Regions from separate parts of the Ovis aries genome. Here region 1 is linked to region 2. Evidence: chromatin contacts called from public Hi-C data. All regions are on one chromosome and are shown on one strand. Each heading gives the region's core, a stretch centred on a gene start, on an enhancer-like site or on the middle of the called end of the contact. The rest is flanking DNA. Distances are from core to core; before and after follow the strand shown.

The links. Hi-C and Micro-C count contacts between places; a contact is called where the count stands out from the background.
Region 1: a Hi-C map of liver shows a contact between it and region 2, with 3 times the contacts expected there. The contact joins two enhancer-like sites. A contact is called at or near these places in 5 of 16 Hi-C or Micro-C datasets (blood, liver and tail adipose tissue).

What each region holds. Positions count from the first base shown.
Region 1 is chr12:70,562,285-70,564,984 of ARS-UI_Ramb_v3.0, reverse strand. No RefSeq gene overlaps it. Among named protein-coding and RNA genes, the nearest start is that of NENF, 51 kb to the left of the region's middle. Within about 2 kb of position 1,329, at least 15 of the 54 cell types and tissues checked have an H3K27ac peak or open chromatin away from gene starts, as enhancers often do. A contact at or near this core is called in liver, where this site is marked.
Region 2 is chr12:70,376,634-70,379,338 of ARS-UI_Ramb_v3.0, reverse strand. No RefSeq gene overlaps it. Among named protein-coding and RNA genes, the nearest start is that of GARIN4, 19 kb to the left of the region's middle. Within about 2 kb of position 1,343, at least 2 of the 54 cell types and tissues checked have an H3K27ac peak or open chromatin away from gene starts, as enhancers often do. A contact at or near this core is called in liver, where this site is marked.

The DNA.
Region 1 (2,700 bases), core at 80-2,579, 190 kb before region 2:
TCCCGAATGGCACGGTTTCCACCTCTCCCGGGTGTACAGTTACATAGAACTTTATAATCTTGTAGGGACAAAGGACAGATTCCCTATAATCCAAAGGATTGTAACAATAATAATAGCTAATGTTTTTGAGCACTTACTCTGTGCTGAGTACTTTGCTAAATGATTCATAGTTATTTTCTTGCTTCATTCTTATGACCCAGTGAGAGAGATGCTGTTATTTCCAATTTACAGAAAATGAAAGGGAGGCACAAAGAATTCTAATTGAGTTTTCCTGTCCTGTTCCTGAGTCACAGCATGCCAGTCTTGGAGCAAAGAGGAGGAGAAAGACTGCCCTTTGTTTACCCAGCAGTGCCCCGGTAAACGTTTATTAACCAGATCCCTGTCAAAAAAAAAAAAAAAAAAAAGCTCTGGTCTGTAGCATTCACTGATTTTCGAGGTGTGAATACTCCCACCATGGCTGCTTTCAAGCTGCCAGCTTCCTCAACCAGTTTGAGAGGCTCCCACACATATGTGTGTTACTCAGCTGTTTCCAACTCTTTGCCATCCCGCGCAAAGAGGAGTCTACCAGGCTCCTCTGTCCATGGGATTTCCCAGGCAAGAATACTGGAGTGGGCTGCCATTTCCTTCTCCAGGGGATCTTCCCAACCCAGGGACTGCACTCGGGTCTCCTGCCTTGCAGGCAGATTCTTTACTGTCTGAGCCACCAGGGAAGCTCCTCCACACATACGGCCTCTCTTTTGGGTGAGTTCTGGAGATTTAGAGCAGTGCTTTTCAAAGTGTGGTCCCTGAACCAGCTGCATCGGCTTTGCCTAAAAATGTGTAAATTTTCTGATCTCATCCCAGACCTACATACTGACTCAGAATCCCTGGGGTAGAGGGGAGGAACAGCTCTCTGTTTTCAAGCCCTCTGGGGCTCAGAAAAACCTGGCTCTGGGTCTTGCATGCTGGTGCACAGAGGTCCCCAAACTGCAGTAAGTCCCAGGATGTTGCCTCAGTGTCCTGATCACAATCTCTGGGCCTCAGGCAGGGCCAGGAAGACCCGTGATGACTCCCGGCGTGGGGGAGGGGCAGGGGGGCCGGAGGTCCTGGTGCTGCCAGGCTTTTGTGAGACGTGTTTACCGTCTGGTCGTCTCAACAACTTCCCTCGACCCCAATCCAGATTTACCATTAACCAAAGACAAACAAATCGGGAGCCAAGCATCAGAAGTGATGCAAATTCCGTGTCAGCCCCGGGAGGCCCTGAAACACCTGGGCAATCAGCAAGGCCATGATGTCACCTGGAGAAATGTTTGGCTCGCGGGGCAGCCACGGTCACGTGACATGGCCATGCGCGCCCGGGTCACACAGCAGGGTGGGGTGGGGCGGGGTGGGGAGGGGCTCCCCTCTGAGCACAGAGCCACCGCCAGAGAACCAAAACACAAACAGAAAGTGTCCTGTCATGGGGAAATCCGAAAGTCATGTGATGGGGCTGTTTTTCCACCTCCAAGTTCGAGTCACAGAAGCGAAGATTCAGAGCCAGCATTACTTAGCAAAATCAGGCCCTGCTGGGGTGCTGGCCTGGTTTGCTTGGGCTGGAAAACTGGGTCCCCTGGAATTCCACTCATTCTCCTTTCAGGAAAGAAGCTGTGTAAGAAGGAGTTTCCTCAGGGGCACCTGCTCTAGAATTTCTTTAGCAGAAACCCTGGACCCAACACCTGCCTTCCCTACTGGATGGCCCCCTCCTCGTGGGGTCTCACCCCGGCTCAGCCTCCGTGTCATCAGTCGGTCCGTTCCCAGGGAGATGCCAGCCGCCTGGGCAGCCTCTCCTCCCTCCCACCCTAGAGTGGTCCATAGACGCTGAATGAATGCCGGGGGCAAGTTGAATTTCTTAGGCCGTAGGGAGGTATGAGAGGTTGGGTGCCAAGGGGCAACAGCCTGCCTCCTTCTCTTTTCCCCTGTCTTCCGGGCTCCTGCTCTTTGCAAAGCAACTGTTGACCACCTGGATCCTGACACTAGGCAATGGTATGGGCAGTATGTAAGTGGGCAGCCAGGTCACTGCCTTCAAGGGGCTCACGTTCTACTTAGGAAGACAAGGCTCTCATAGCCCAACAAAGTAACAAGCGACAGGCAACAGCGTGCGACTTACCACAGACGTTGTGCCGTGATGCTCAGCAGGAACTGTTTGGATGGTCCCTGTGTTGGACACACTGCATCTGAATTCTAACCTGGCCACTCACCAGCCGCTGTGTGACCTTGGGCAAGTCGCTTACATTCTCTGAGCCCCAGTCCACACATCTATAAAATGGAGATTAAAATGTCCAACTCACAGGGCTGTTGTGAAAAATGAAATAATGGCTGCAAAACAGCTGGTAAAACACTCAGCACATCGTGCTCAGTCACTAGGTCGTGTTCGACTTGTTGCGACCAGGCTCCTCTGTCCATGGCATTTTCCAGGCAAGAATATTGGAGTGGGTGGCCCTCCTCCAGGGGGTCTTCTTGACCCAGGGATTGAACCTGCCTCTCCTGTGTCTCCTGCACTGGTCGATTCTTTACCACTAAGCCACCTGGGTGGCTATCCAAGCCCCATAGTAGGTGTTTGATAAATTGTAATAATTCTCATACCTGGACTGAGATGAGCTGTGAAAGATGAACCATTTGTGCCTGGTCTCCAAACTTAGAGGAGATTAAAAGCAATAAAGTGAAAGCATTAGAGGGAGGCTC
Region 2 (2,705 bases), core at 94-2,593:
GGTTCTATGTCGTTACTAAGTGACCCAGCAAAAGTCACAGGAAGAGAAAGCATCTAGCTGCCAAGCCTTCCCCGCCTCTCCTCTCTTGGCTGCGAGCTCTGGTTCAGCCCCATGCCCTGCCAAAACCACTCGATGCTGGAGGGCAGGGCACACAGGCCATTGCAGCATCTTTGAAATAAGGCATTATTTACATCCCGCTCCCCCTGACAACACTCTGATATTCTCCTCTCTTCTTGCATCTCCTACGTTGACCCTCTTCTACTTGTCCTCGTTGGGTACGGCTGGTCAAGTGAACAGAATGTTCTGGAATCTGGCCAGGCAGCAGTCTGGATGTTCCTATAAAAAAGGCCTCAGAGGATAGCTCTGGGATAGGTCAACTCAGGCACAAAGCCTTAGGTACCTCATTTACAGGGAGAGAGAGACCCCTCCAAGAAAGGACAGGAGAGAATGAAGTGGCCCCAGAAGCAACAGCTTCCATTCTTCTGCCCCTAGGCTGGGATGTGCTGAGTAAGTCCAAAAGGTAGAAACCGGCGTCTTCTTGAAGATTTCAAGAAAAGATTTTTTTCCAAAATCTTTCCACCAGTCTAAGCTTCATGAGAATGTTTTCCCGTATATTAACAAAACTGTTTGATGCTGCCATAGAAGTCATTCCCTTCTGGTTCTTTCCTCCAGGTAATCAGAGTACAGATGCTTCTGGTTGTGAAGGTAATACTCCAGCAAACTCTCAACACATGTTGTGAAAAGACCTTAAAACAAACTTCCCCAAGATTCAGGAACCACCTCACTGCTTCCCTGAAAGGAGATAACCCAAATTGAACCCGCCACTCCAGGAGAGAGGATCTGTGTTTTCTGTGTGCCCCTAACTATGTAGGAAGTTTGCTGAAGGCCAGCTTTCAACCATTCAGTATCTGGGGTTACTCAGAGAAAAGAAAACATGCTCTTCCATATATTTCAAAGGCAAGGGCACACTGTGTACCAAGCATGCTATGTGCATCTTCTAAGTCTTCAGCTGTCCCAGGGGACATGTATCACTCCCATTGTACAGATGAGGAAACTGAGGCTGAAAGTTCAAGGCATTTGTCTAAGGTCACACAGCTGATGAATGGTTTTGGCAGAACTTTCTACTGCTCATGGGTATCCATTTGCTCTTTTTCTTTCTAGGTATGTCTTAAACTATTTCCTTGGTCATCTTGCAATTAGGCTGATCACATCACTGAGTTCTGGCCAGTGAAATAGGGACAGAAATGATTTTGCCACTTCTGGTCCTTGGTCTATTCATGCCCTTTCCCATCACTATCTGGATGACCCAGGGCACTGGGAAGCTGTGAAAATGGGAGGAATTTGCTCCCTGCGTGACTACATGGAGCAGAGCACCCTTCGCCCTGCCCTCTGACTTGGGCGAGGTAAACACTTGCTGTGTTGATCCACTGAGAGCTTAGTTTGTCCTGACAGTACGGGGAAGGTTAAGATCTGAAGCCCAGTCCAGCAGATTCTAAAGACTCTCTGCTCTCATTAAGCCATACTGCCACAAGTCCTGCAGAAATAACAAAAATCCAACTATAAAATATTACCTAATCCCATAGTTCACCTCTCTCCCGCCATGTTTCCCCCACTACCAAGAGCAAGATTCTTGTTTTGTTTGTTTATTATTAGTCAACACTTTGCTTATTATTATTCTTATTTGTTTATTATTCAACTGTATCAGGTCTTGGCTGTGGCAGGTGGGATCTTTTGTTGCAGCCCGTAGACCCTCTGGTTGTGGCAAGTGGGGCCTTAGTTCCTTGACCTGGGACCAAACCTGAGTCCCCTGCCTTGCAAAATAGATTCTCAACCACTGGACCACCAGCGGAAGTCCCAAGAACTAGATTCTTAAAGACTTTAGCTGAAACTGAGTAAGCCAGTACAATAAATCAAGCAGGGAATTGACAAATATTTGTTGGCGGCATACTACCTGCCAAGCCGAGACACAATTATTGAGGTCACGAGCTCTGCCCTCTGCACTCCTGGATGGGAGTGGGTCAGAGGACAGGGTGGGAGGTAGGCATAAGCCGATTCGTTTTTTAGCAATGATGAGGTTAATGAATCCTTCTCCCTTTGCGTTAATGAGCTGCCTGGGGAGTGTCTGATTTTATATTTGAGAATAGACTTTCAACTGAGAAACATCTTTCAAATTTGAAATACATTATTTTCCTGAAGTTTCACATTTTACAGATGGGCAGACTGAGACTCAGAGAAGCTTAGGTAGGGCCCCAGGCCACAGTGGCAGCAGTTAAATTTGAACTCAGCTTTGTCTGATTCCAAAGTCCTTGCTCATTGCACTCTGCCTGTGTTTCTTAAGCTGGGCCGCTCTTCAGAATCACCAGGGGACTAGTTCAAATACAGATTCCTGGGCTTGGTGCCAGACTCCCAAGTCACTGACCCTGGGCTGGCCTCAGCATTCTCTCTTCACACGCACATCCCAGACAAAAGCGAAGACCAGCCAAGCTGGGGACCAGTCCTCTGTGCCTTGCAATGGGGAAGACCAAGAGGGTACATGGATGCCTAGGGACTGGGGTGAAGGAAGCAGACAAGGGCCTTCTACGGCTTCGTCCAGAGCTGGCCCTGCTCACAGGCGAGATCCTGGCCAAGAGACCGCAGAACAATGAGCGAAATCAGGAAAAGGTGTTCTTCTCGGCCGTTCTCCCTGCACCTCCGCCGCGGGGAGG